Linked DNA regions of Mus musculus: region 2 is linked to region 1. The links are chromatin contacts, called in public HiChIP or PLAC-seq maps. All regions are on one chromosome and are shown on one strand. The core of a region is the stretch at or near the end of the contact, and the rest is flanking DNA. Distances in the headings are between cores, read along the strand shown.

Evidence for each region. HiChIP or PLAC-seq counts read pairs in DNA pulled down with a chosen protein or histone mark.
Region 2: a contact with region 1 is called in an H3K27ac HiChIP or PLAC-seq map of embryonic stem cells, with 6 read pairs. The contact joins the enhancer-like site here to the promoter of Msn in region 1. A contact is called at or near these places in 2 of 39 promoter capture datasets (the 3T3-L1 cell line and the C10 cell line), 1 of 15 datasets of contacts at CTCF or cohesin (the NIH/3T3 cell line), 7 of 484 Hi-C or Micro-C datasets (the C2C12 cell line, the HL-1 cell line, embryonic fibroblasts and 4 more), 7 of 115 datasets of contacts at active chromatin or transcription factors (the 230-238 cell line, CD8 T cells, the SCID.adh cell line and 3 more) and 3 of 9 other capture datasets (adipose tissue, liver and pancreatic islet).

What each region holds. Positions count from the first base shown.
Region 1 is chrX:96,093,266-96,099,958 of GRCm38.p6, reverse strand. It overlaps Msn (moesin), which reads right to left and starts at 3,914. Exons shown (of 13, transcript NM_010833.2): 1 at 3,716-3,914. The coding sequence starts at 3,727.
Region 2 is chrX:96,048,840-96,055,532 of GRCm38.p6, reverse strand. No RefSeq gene overlaps it. Among named protein-coding and RNA genes, the nearest start is that of Msn, 44 kb to the left of the region's middle. Within about 2 kb of position 2,617, at least 15 of the 459 cell types and tissues checked have an H3K27ac peak or open chromatin away from gene starts, as enhancers often do. A contact at or near this core is called in the C2C12 cell line and embryonic stem cells, where this site is marked.

The DNA.
Region 1 (6,693 bases), core at 2,665-5,164:
AGATAGACAAGGTAACACTCATCTGTTATGCTAGTATGAGGGAGGCTGAGGTAGAAAGATACAGAGTTCAAGGTCATCCTTGCCTATATATCTAGTTCAAATCCAAATTGGGCAACATGAGACTCAGTCACAAACAATAAATCAAGTGACTTCCAAGATGGCTCAGAGGGTCACCCACTTACCAGCCAAAGCTGACCACTTTATTCACAGATGCCATAGTGAAGAGAACTGACTCCTGAAACTTGCCCTTTGATGTCCACTGGTGTGTGTGTGTGTGTGTGTGTGTGTGTGTGTGTGTGTGTGTGTGTAGAGAGGCTATATAATTTCATAATTGGTGAGGCAGAAATAGGATTGCCTGGAATCAAGGCTAATTTGCACTGCACAGCATGACTCTGTCTCAAAACAAACAAAACAAAACACCCTCAGGAGGTAGTTCACACCTGTAATTCCAGAAATTCTGAAGCAGAGTCAAGAGGATTGCTGTGAGTTTGTTTGTTTAAAAAAAAAAAAAAGGTATTTTATAGGGCCCTGAGGGCTACACAACAAGAAATTGTTTCCAAAAAGTAGAGAGAGAAGGGGGGATGGAGGGGGTGGCAGCGCAGCAGACAGAGGCAGAAGCCTCCCACACAACCTTCATTCCTGATCCTTTGCCCCACCCTCAAGTCTACAGACAGGGCTGGTTCAAGGGTTAGAAGCCTGAAATTCTGCCCCCTATTAGTCAAGTACCACTTTAGTGCCACTTCAGTGGCTCAAGCAATGCTAGGAATGGCAGGAAAATCAACAGTTCATACAGCCCCTGTTAAAGTTTAGCTGAATGCGGGGCCAGAAGTTTTCAAATACTTCAAAGGAGCTGGGCTCTGTCTATCATGGATGATACTATCCAATAAGCACTGACCACTTTTTCCCCTGACTTGCTAAATCCCAGTAAACCAAACAGGTTTTCCAAGACTGATACCTCCCCCTCAAAAAAAGACCTAACCCCAAGTTGTAGCCTTCCTGTTGGTATGCAACATCACTCATGGCCGGGTCCGTCCTCCTCTATAGCCAGTTTCAATCTAGACAACGGGAAGAGTCGTTCTTGGTAGTATGACAACAAATCCCAGCATTTAGGTGGTGGAAGCAAGAGGATTAGAAGTTCAAGCCTAGCCTGGGATTTATGAGACCCTGTTTCATCAAACCAGTTAAATAAATAAATAAATAAATTGTAACAATAAATCATAAAGTTTGAAATAAAAAACTCAAAATCTTGAAAAATTAATAATCTCTTTTTTAGGTAATCCAAGTGGATCTCCTAAATCTTTGAAATTAAACAAAAAAAAAGTGAAAGTGGAATTGAGAGGGAAAGACCTTCTCCAAAAAAGGTTTATTTATTTTTTTATTTTATGTTCATGAGTGTTTTGGCAGCATGCATGTATACGAAAACTGTGCCTGATACTTAAGGACACCAAAAGAGAGAGTCAGATTCCCTGGAACTGGCATTACAGACAGTTGCAAGCTGTCATGTGGGCACTGAGATCAGAACTTGTGAGAGTGCCTTGTTGGGCAATCTCTCCAGCACCAGGAAAAGCATTTTAAATAGAAATTCTCTTCTCTCCAGAAGGGATAGATGGGCTGGTCACAGGGGAGCCTGTGATCTTAGCACTCAGAGGGCTCTGTTGAGATGGCTAGGAGCTGGAGACCAACCTCTGCTACAACAGTATAGGACCTTGTCTTGAAAAACATCAAAGACCAGACTTTGGGAACTAGCAACCAGAGACAGTCCAAAAAAGGTGTATTTCAACATATTTAAAGTAGGCTGCCTGCTAGAACAAATTAGCTTTAACAGCGAAACTGACTTTCTCTAACACAAACGAAGAAATCTGATTTTACACTACTATTTCGTATCTTTCATAATTTAGAAATGGTTGAGTACACGGTACAGAAGGAGTGGAAGCCGGGTTTAGTGGTGGCTACAATCCCTGCACTTGAGAAGAACTACTTCCAAAAGAGTTTTTAAGTATATCTCAGGCTACAATGTGAGTTCAAACCAGCCTTGGCTAGAATCAAACCCTCTATCAAAACAAATGAACAAGCCAGGCATGATGGCTCAAGCCTGTAATCTCAGCACTGTGGAGGCTGAAGCAGGAAGACTGGCAAAAAAAAAAAAAAAAAAAATCTGAAAGCCACCTACATTACATCGGGAGTCCCATGCCAGCCTAGGTTATAGGGTAAGATCCTGCCCAAGTAAAAAGCCCCGAAATGGAATACATGTGATAAGAAAACAGAAGGGAAGACAACTGAGGGGAGGAAGGAAACCTGCCTGCCGAACGGAAGTCTTGGGGTGAAGGAGGCGACAGGAGGGCAGTGGAGGAGGGGAGCAAATTGTAATTTCACATATGTATATACTTTCACAAAGTATACTTTTATATAAGACCAGGAGACTCTCTCAAAAAATAAAAAATAAAAAAAAGAAAAGAACCCCCCCAAAAAAAAACCCCACCTTGGTATTTCTTAAGAACAGAGTTCTGAGAAGGCAAGGACGATTAGGCAGTGTAGCTAGAATACAGTAAGGGTAGCAAGGAAACTTCAATATAGACACAAAGACCTCCTGTATCTATTCACTCTCCTCTCTTCCGAGGCACCCTCATCCCTTCTCCAGCATCCTAGTCACTGTCTCAGTTCTACCAGGCTCAGGCAGTACTAGAGAGATGGGTAGGCTAGCAATATACAACATGGGAGCCCAGCAAGCCCCATTACCTAAGAAACATAATTCACGGTGGTCATAGGGCCTTCATGAGCAAGGACCTGGCGTGACTTGCACAAAAGCAAGCAGAGCTCATTAGTCAAGCACATACCCCTCCCCCACCCCTCCCTACTGGGCATCCGGCCCCCCTAGGCCTCACTCCCTGGAGGCTTCTGCGAGCAACAGCCAGTGGGGTGGAGACCAGATCTCAAATCAACCACCACACTAGATAGGTGTGGCCCCCACAGGAGAAAACCTATACCTCACAAAACGGTCCTGAGGGGATAGAGAGGCACTATGTCTGACAGGGATTTAATAGAGGAAGAGAAACCTGCCCTGTCTTCCAGTGGGTTGTGTGGGCCCCTCCACAGACTTGTGCCTAATGAAGTGTTTGTACCCCTGGGTAAAGTAACCCAGTTGATGAGACCCTTCACAAATCTTCATTTCCCTGGGGAAAGCAGTTGGGGCTAAGACGCGGTGGAAGGGGACAGAGCAGAAGTGGGGTAGAAGAGGGGCGGTTATGGGAAAGGTGGATGGGTGTGCGGGATCCGCCCTGGGCAACTTCCTCTCTCCTCCCCGCTTCTCTGTAAGCTTGGGGGCTCTTCTGAGACAGTGATAGCTTTGCTACAGAAAGGCGCCAATTCCTGGGCCGGGGAAATGTTCTCAAAAGTAAAGTCGTTTCCCCAGTTCCCAACGACCCTTTAGAATAGGGGATTGATCCAGTCCCTCAAAGAGTTTCCACTGTCTCATCCCAGAGGCGGGGAACTGGAACCCGAGAAAGGCTGGCTCCTCCTTATCCACACTTCTAGTTTGTACACCCTGTCACCCTCTAGAGCGCTCAAATTAGGGCTCCACTATCTTCTCCTTCCTAGGGCCTTAGTGGACAGCCCAGCATCCCCGGCAGGCCTGTGAGCAACCAAGCCCGAAGCCATAAAGTGGCAAGGGTCAAGCTTGGAGCCCCCAGGGCCGACCGCGCTAGTTGTCGGCACTCACCGTCTTCGGCATGGTGGCGGCAAGGGCAGAGGAGTTGGTGAAGTTTGGCTGGAAACTGTCGGGCTGCTCTGAGCGCGCAGTACACTTCGGCAAGGACTCCGGAGAACCGGGTGCTCAGATTGGGTCCCACTCTAGCGTTGGGCGACTGCTCCGCTTCCTGCTAACGGGCCACGACTTTACAAACCCCACCCAGGAAAGAGCCGCCCCCGTTGCGCTGCTCGCTCCTTTATGTGGCCGGGCTTCCGCGCCTCTCCCCGCCCTCCCGCCAGCCTGCCCGCGGCTTCGGGCATCGCCCCGCCCAGCCCGGCCCAGCCCAGAGAGGCTACTCTGGCCACGTGGGGGGCCAGGCTCGGGGCCAAAACTCCCCAAGGACTCCCACTCCCCACTAGTGCCCACTCTGCCCCCTCCCACCTTTCCTCACTGCCCCCCTCCCTCCAAGTTTCGACCATCTGACTCCGCCCCCAGTCTGAGCCAGAGCTTGACTGGGGGGCCACACCCTAGCAGATGCTTTTCAGCCCTGAACCATGAGTTACCAATGTTGGGAACCCGTTGCCTAGTAGAACTGCTGAGTTCCCTCTCTAGGAAGCCTTGTTGGTTAGAAAGTTCCCGCTTGTGGACATTTGAACTCCTCTTTTTCTCTGTGACCTCCAATCATGCCACACCTAAGTTCCCTGGGACCACAACAAATCCTCTGCTGTCCATAGCAGCTCCTGAGAGTTCTGCTACTCCTCAGGAAACTTCTGGGCTAAACTTCAGCTCCTCCTCAACAGTTCACTCCCTTCTAGAGGACTCATTTAACCTGTGACATTTCCTTCGACCTTGTATTTATTTGTTTGTTTGTTTGTTTGTTTGTTTATTATTTATTTATTTCATTTTCTCCAGAACTGGGATCCTTTTCCAATTATCTGTCTTCTATGTTCACTTTCAGTCCTCCAATTCCCACTCTCCTCACATCAGTGTCTTGGTCTTTTCCTTAGTCCTTCCCCAACATTTTGGATTTGTTTTGTCTGTCACCAGAGCTGGCTCTAAACTCATTATTTAGCTTAGGTTTGTCTTGAACTCTCAGTTCTAAGACACTGGCTTAGGTTTGTCTTGAACTCATAATCCTACTACCTCAACTAGATTGCAGATGTCTGACACCGGTTCTATACATTCACTTGCTTTGACACAGCGCACTAACAGCAGCCAGTTGACTTGCATTCCCAGTCCTCCTGTTTCTACCACCTTAGTGCTCAGACAATACCAGGCAGACATTCACTTTTTGATAAGAGTATAAGACTCTCGGGTGATATATGCCCTCCAGTTCTGGCAACTGTGCAGGAGCATGGGTTGTGTGTCTTTCATGAAGTAAATTACCATATACCTCAGTGATGGAGAGTCAAACACAGAATAGTGGAAAGGACACCTCAACACTCACCAGGCTTCAGATCATTGTTTCATCATGAACTCAGCCTGTGTCCTCTGCACTTTCTTGGGTAATTCCCTTCCCCCCTCTAGTATTGAGTTTCCCCTTCCTTAACAATGACCAAACTACAGGGTTTCCAAGGTTCTTTCCCATCCAAACATTACAAAAAGAGGAGAAAGAAGTAGCCTATTCAGTAGCCTACAACATAAAGGTTGTATAAAGTCTTGCATTTACACTCATGAGCCAACATGCCTCTATTTCTGTCACTGATACCGCAGTTCATTGACAGGTGGGGGGGGGAAAAAGAACGTTCTCTGTCAAAACCCAAGTATTTGCCTCAAGGAAAAATAGCACCTTTCAGAAGACTTCAGTAGCAGGAGTAGACATGGTAGCCAATCAATCCTTGATACTGCCATGGCCCATGGACCCTCCACCCAATTCAACCTCCCAAATTTAAAGGAACTCACTGATTTCTTCATTCATGTTCACCTAGAGCCTAAAAGATCTTGGCACTAAAATAAATACCTAAAATAAGTCCACTGCAGACTAGTTCAACTTTCTGGAACGTGGAAATCCCCAGTATGTAATTCCCTAACCCCTATGTGTGTGTGCACATCCCCAGCCATGCCACATCCTCCCGTTTACTCCCTGCAATCACATGCAGAAAGGAAAGCTGGGTAGCATGTTAAGGAGCTGAGCAAACCACTAAAAAGCTAAGGGAGGCATAGGAAGCCAAGTGGAGAGAAAAGGATGCCCTAGGGTGTGGGAAAGTAGAAGAGTGAAGGAAGTAGGAGGCTTAGACCTAGAGAATGAGAGATTGCAAATAGTAAAAGTACCAAAAAATGATGGTTAAAATCAGGGCGAGGTGGGGGGAGAACCAGTGAAGTAATACCCCACCTTCCCACTTCACCACACAGAAGCTGCTTAAAGTAGCAATGGTTACTGTGGTCAAGCAACTGGATATTACTGGGATGTTAGACTTGAAATAGTCTATCTTCAGTGCAAAGCAGAGGCAGCTGTGGTGTTTTGCTGTTCTTCACTATAGACAGGGATATTATTCATCTTATTCCTGCCTTTTTGTATGCCATTCCATGTTTACATGATCGATACTTCTATTCTATCCCCCCATCCAACCTCTTATTATGGTCATATGTGATCTGACCATATTAATCCCTACAATTAAGTTTAGAAATGATCTGGCTTATGCCAGTCTGTGAGGAGAAAAAGACATAGAAATAAAGTCTGGACATCCACACATAGATTGGCTCCCTTGGGGGGAATAGGGAACATGAACAGATTTGGGATTTTTAGATGTGCTAAATTCCTAACATTCAAGGAATGCTAGGCAAGTGTGTTATTAAACAGTAAAGCAAGGTAGGGTCACGAGGAGGAACATTCTAGATCCAGTGTCCAAGAAAGCTGGAGACATCACGGTGAAGGGACGGGAGATTGAGCAAGGAGATTTAGGGGCTGGAGAGTTGGGTCCATTGGTAAACTTATTACACAATAAGCATGAGGGCTTGACTTCGAATGTCACCATCCACCTAAAAGACTGGCAAGGAGGTATATGAGG
Region 2 (6,693 bases), core at 1,368-3,867, 43 kb after region 1:
TTAAGGATTCATGCTGTGATTGCAGAATACCTGAGATCAATTCCTAGCATACATGTCAGGCAGCTTATAACAGCCTGTAATTTCCATATCCAGGAAGATCAGATGCCTCTGTCCTCTGAAAACACATGCATACACATACTCATGCAAATAAAAAAAATAATTAAAATTAAGAAAAATTTAAAAAAACTATAAAAACTCATGATGTAGCAGGTGCTCAAACATGAACTAGGGCAATAGCCATAATGAAAGATAATTAGTCTCATGGAACTTATAGTCTCATAGAGAAGACAGACACCAAATAAAAATAATACTATGTGATATATTAGCTGGTGATCAAAACTAATGCTAAAGCAAGGATTGAGTTAAATGATGTAGCAGCAGTCACAAGCTCAGGTAAGGGAAAGCAAAAACCACCTTGTTGAGAAGGCAACAATCGAGTAGCACATGAAAGAACTGGAGAAGTATTCAGATAAAGGATTGAACAAGGGCAAACCTTGTTCAACATATAGGAGATTGTGTGCTATATAAGAACAAGAACATCTTTTATAGAAAGATCACTAACGAGGGGTAGTAAGGATTAGGTCAGAAAAGTGAAGTTGGTTATCTTTGGATGGAAGCCCCTGGAAGGCTTGAAGATTTCTTTTCCTTTTCAGATAGGTCTCCTGTGTCCCAAAATGGCTTTGAACTTGCTGTATAGCCAAGGATGGTCTTCCATTCTTATTCATCTTCCCACCTTCACCTCCAAAGTGCTGAAGTTACAAACACACACCCAATTTTTGTAGTGATGGAGAATAAAGTCAGAGTTTGTGCATGCTACTCAATCTATTAACTGAGCTATATCCTCTACCCCAGAGCATTTTCCTTTTCTTTTTTTAAAATTTTAAATGTTTTTGTAGACAGAGTCTTGCTATGTAGCTCTACTAAGCTGAAAGCTGCAGTTTAGGCCAAGCAACCCTCAGACTGTGGCAATAGCCCTGCTTCCTGCCTCTTTCCTGAGAAGGAGGAAGCTGGAGGAGAGAAAGGGAGCTAGGGAATGTCAAAAATACATCAGAGCCTGTAAGGTTTCAAGGATCAAAAGCAAGTAAGCACTATTAGAAAGGGTATGTGGGGACTAAATCACAAGCAGATCTAAGTGTCTGCCTAGATTTAGGATGGCTTTACACAATAGGTGCAAGAGAGCTAGAAACACATTAAGACTAACAGTTGCCTCTCACGGCCCCAGCACCACATTCATTTTGATAGAGCTTCCTGATTAAGATTGAAACTAAATTTCTCAATTAGAGACCCAAGGCAGAAAAAACAAACATTCAAATAAAAACCAAGGTGTTAAAATAATCTAGTTCTCCATACCAGAGATATCAAACTAGGACAGAATTGAAAGAGTTGAGATCTGTTCCCTCAGCAATCAAATTCACTGCCAAGAGCATGAGCTTAATATCCAATTACCAAGTCTAGTCTCACTCTGTAGTCCAGGCTAGCCTGGAATTCACAGACTTCTTGACTCACCCTCCTAAGTACAATGGAATTACAAACATAAGTTACCTCAATGAGTTTATTGTCCTTGAAAGAAAGATAAAAACAGTTCTACCTCCAGGCTTCTGAGTACAGTAGTCCACACCTGTAATCCTAGAATTTGGGAGCCTTAGGCAGAAAGACCAGGGAATCAAGGTTATCTTTGGATACCATAGCATACAGGACTACTTGAAAGCCTACCTCAAAAACCAAAATGGGAGCATGTTTGTTAGAATTTTTGTTTTGTATTAATTTTTTCAAGGGGGGGGGTTTCTCTGTATAACAGTCCTGGCTGACCTGGAACCTGCTCTATATAGACCAGGCTGGCCTCAAAGTCTCAGAGATCCACCTGCCTCTGCTTCCCAAGTGCTGGAATTAAAAGTATACGCCACCATTCCTGCCATCCTTCCTCCCATACTGCCCCCAACACACACACAAATAAACATGAGGCTACTGAGATAGCTCAGTGGGAAGGAGTAACTGCTGCTAAGCCTGATTTCCTGAGTTCAGTTCCTTGGACCCACACGTTAGAAGACAAGAAGTGACTTCCATAAGCTGCCCTCTGATCTGCACATGTTCCTGTTCACACATGCATACCTAAAACTAATGAAATTGAAAATGGGTAAATAAATAAATAAATATTGAGGGAGTAAGACTATCTGACCTCCACTGACCTCCACTGACCTCCACAATTCTTGCCAGAATACTTCAGGTTCTTGGAATCGGGGCACTCACTATATTCACCCACTTCTGATTCTCTGGGTCAACAACTGCTGTTCCTCCCCTCCCCTCCCCTCCCCTCCCCTCCCCTCTCCTCTCCTCTCCTCTCCTCTCCTCTGTTGTGCCCACATCTGAGATAGTTTAAGAATTGTTTTTCTAGTGGCCACTGGGAGCTTAGGAAAAAGTACAGGGACAGACCTCAGTTACTCAGTTCAATGAATATTCTGGCATCCCAAGCTGAATGGGGGTGGGGCAGACCCACCTTCTGGGATATTTTGAAAGCTTCCAAAAATAGCCTCAAGGCCTCAGTCAGAGTGTTCTGGGCCAGGACACAGACTGAATGTTGGAACTCACACTCTGCCAAGTTCCCACCCAGGCTCCCATCCCATGACTGAGCAAACCAGTTTTCCCTCGATTTTCTTTAATTGTCTTCTAGAGAGCCACACCCAAGCCTGAAACATCCAAATTTAGCTCCAAGTCTCATCCTTAGCTTCTCTGCAGAGAGAACAGCTTACCTTAAAAAAAAGTACAAGAAAATTAAATTAAAATATTTGCTTTGTTTTGAGACTTGGTCTTTTGCAGCTCAGGGTAGACTCAGATTCATTATGGGGCTGGGAATGGCCTTGAATATCCCATCTCCACCTTTAGTGACTGGAATTGCAGGTCACCAAGCCCATGTTTAGTTCCTCTGTCTTTTTTTTTTCTTTCTATGTGTGTGCATGTAGAAGGGGGTTATGATTGCACTTGGAGGCCAGAGTTCAAGCTCAGGTATTATTTTTCAGCTGTCCCCTACCTTATTTTTCAGAAACAATCTCTCAGTTAACAAAATTAGTTCAGTGCCTGTCAGCTCCGGGAATCTTTCTGTATCTGCCCACTCTGGCACTGGGAATACACAGACAGATAGCACCACACCAGGTTTTTTATTCCCTAGGTGGGTGCTGGAATCAAACTCAGGCCATTATGCATACATAGCAAGCACTTTACTGAATGAGCTATCTCCATTATCCCAAATTTTTTACTTCTCATGGTCCCAGTACACTTAGTGAAGAGAAAGGAGAGGATGAAACACTCATGAGCACAGAAATCAAGAAATAAATGACAAAGGAATTTGAAAGAGACAAAAAAAGGCAGAGTGGTTGGGAGAAAAACACAATGTATGGTGTCCACAATACCAACATGAAGAAGACAAAGTAAGACGTGGGTATGGTAGGGCATTCCTAGAATCCCAGTATTTGGAAGTCTGAAGCAGGTAGTCTGTTAAGAGCTTGAGGAGGCCACTCTGGGCTACATAGTGAACTCCAGGATAACCTTAGCTAGAAGTTAGACTTTGTCTCCAAAACAAAACTACAGGGCTGATGAGATGGCTTAGCAGGTCCAGGTACTTCGTGTCAAGGCTGACTGATGACTGTCCTTCAGTCATTTGCTCTCACAAAGTGACAGGAGAGTGAAGTGGAAACTTCTAGTTTCTTTGAAAAGTTAGTGATGTCAAATGATGTTTTACTGGGGAGCACAGGTGAAAGGACATCTTGCTTAAAGCAAACATGTGAGAGACTGTTTTCCTAAAGCTGGAGACACAGGTGAAAGGATGTTTGCATATAGCAAACACGTGAAAGGACCCATGATGAAGGAGTATAAATATGACCCCACAGACAGTGGGAGATGAGCATTGAGAATTGGTTTGGTTTGCTCTGTCTCCCTATTCTCTAACCAATACTTGCATGTATTGGTTCCTCTTACATAGCATTGTTGAGCTCAATTTGTGGTAACACTGCCATTGAGAGAAGCTTACCCAAGAACTGCTCTTGAGGTTTCTGCAGCACCTCAGGCCAGTTGGTGAGCCTGGCAGTTTCTTCAGGATTGAACCACAGCTGCCTGGTGTCTGCTTGCTGAAAGGACTGGACTGTAGCTACGGATTGATGCTTGATGTCCGCCTGCCTAGAGGACCAATCTGCAGCTACTGAATGTATTTGTTGTTTGCTTTGGGACTGAACTGATGCCCAAGAAGATCAAGTTCACTTGCAAAGAACTATTGCTGAACAGGTCCACTTCCCTCATATCCTAATAACTTTTCTCTTCCACTACTCTGCTGGGTGGTGGGCTAGAGGAGAGGTTGAACAATTATTAAAAGTAGATTGCAAAAAAAATGTATGCTTACAGGAGAGAACTTACTCCTGAGAGTCACTTTCTAACCTCCACATACATGAATTGCCACCTACACCACAAACACACACACACACATTTAAAATTTTAAAATAAGCTGGAGATCTAGTTTAGTTGGTACAGTGCTTTCCCAATATGCGCAATGCCCTTGATTTAGTTCCACTTCCACATAAGTGGTGCTACCTATGATTCCAGCAATCAGAGAAATAAATGTAGGAGGATTAGATGTTCTAAGTCATCTTCCTCTACCACCTAGCAAGTTCATAATCAGCATGGGCTGCAAAAAAAATTCTATCTTAAAAAATTACAAAAGAAAAAAAAAAGGAAAACTTCAGAGGGAAGAGAAAGGGGTGGGATAGACTCAGAGAGATGGGAGAGCAAGGAGTAGTAGGAAAAAACAAAGAGAGAAGAAAAGGAATCATTGCCCATCCTTAACCCTAGCATCAAGCCAACAGACACAGTAAGAATGCTGTGACTCTTGTAATATCAGCAGTGGAGGTGATGGCTAGAGTATTATGGGTTTGAGGCCCGTTTGTGAATGAAGTCCTAATGTGAACCACAAAGATCCAGTGCTCCAGAGGTGCTGGTAGTTCCAGTCCCCAGATGAAATACTCAAGGTAAACATGGACATGAACCCAAGTAACCCTCATTTTTGCATAATGATGCATAATGCATCAGGCACTCACATCCACTTAATGTATACTACAGATGCATAGACAAAAAGATATAAAAGAAAGTATACAGCTAGTGGAGTATAGTTCAATTGCCTAACACATACAAGTCTTTGAAGTATTTTGGCTTCCTTTTTGATATATGATGTTGCTGTATAGCTCTGTGTTACAGTAACTTCTGTTCACCTGATGTAATTGTTGTCTCCCAGGCTTATTGCCTCTGTCGGTTAACTCTAGCCCCTTCCCCCAATCTTATCTAGACCTAGAATGTTTTCAGTCTCCAAGGCTTACTACTGAATAAGCTCACCCTTTCTTGTTCTTTCTGAACTCTGCTGACTGGTTCAACTCAGCTGTTCTGACTCAAACTCCTTCCCAAACTGACTGCTTCAATCTACCTTCTCTCTCTCAGCCTCTGACTAAATTGTTATGCCTAGCCTCAAACTAACTTTAGCAATCTGTTCTGATCTTGTGTCTCCTTCTCATTCTCCGGCTTGCTCTGTCATCACCTGTGTCTAGCTTGTTCTCTTCAACCTGTCTCTGTAAATCTCTCCCGGTAAAACTTCTTCCTTCCTCTCTCCCTCTGCACTGCTAGCTCTTGGGTTGACTGTCCTTCCTCTCTGTTCTCATGAGAGTTGGACATATCCTATTCTGCCAAATCTTCACTTTGCCTCTCAATTAGATATCACTTTCAAAACTATTGTGCTCTTGGGCTGGAGAGATGGCTCAGCGGGTAAGAGCACTGACTACTTTTCCAGAGGTCCTGAGTTCATTTCCCAGCAACCACATGGTGGCTCACAACCATCTATAATGGGATTGTTTGCCCTCTTCTGGTGTGTCTGAAGACAGCTACAGTATATTCACATATTTAAAATAACTAACTTTTCCTTTATTGTTTGGAATTAAAGGTATATAGTAAGGGCATGTCTGTATTTCATCCAGAGAGATTAAAGGTGTATGCTAAGAATTTGATTAAGATCCCTCTACAGCTCTGACTATCCATGTACTTACTATGTGTCCCAGACTGGTTCCAAACTTAGAGCAGCCTTCCTGCCTCCGCCTTCTCAGTACTGAGATTGCAGGTGTGCATCATTATCACCATTTCTGACTTGTTTTGTTTTGTGATGTTGGTGTTCAAATCCAAAACCTTAAATAGGTGTGGTCATAGTGAAGGTCTATAAACACAGCACTCAGGAAGTTGAAGCAGTATTACCATGAGTTCATGGTCACCCTGGAGTACACACTGCCAGACCAATCCGATCTTCAGTGTGAGTGTTATGAAATATAATATGGTCAGGGGTTACCTGGCAGGCTCATGCCTAGGATCCCCCTGAGAAATTACACCATGCAGCAAATCTGGTATAAAGGGAGAAGGGAGAGGAGTGAGGAACTGGGAAGGGGTAGAGGCAGATCAGTGAATGAGTAGACAAGCAGACAAGCAGACAGGCAGGAGCAGAGACATGAGGGCAAGAAGTGGGGAACAGAAAAGGACAGAAGGTGAAAGACAGACTGACTGGCTTGGAACACATGGGAACAGAGAGAGTGCTGGGACCGTAGGAAGTCCTTTTACAGGCAGCCCACACCCAGTACGCCTGCTGGTTGAGGCAAGTGATGACTTAAGCTATTGCTAAGT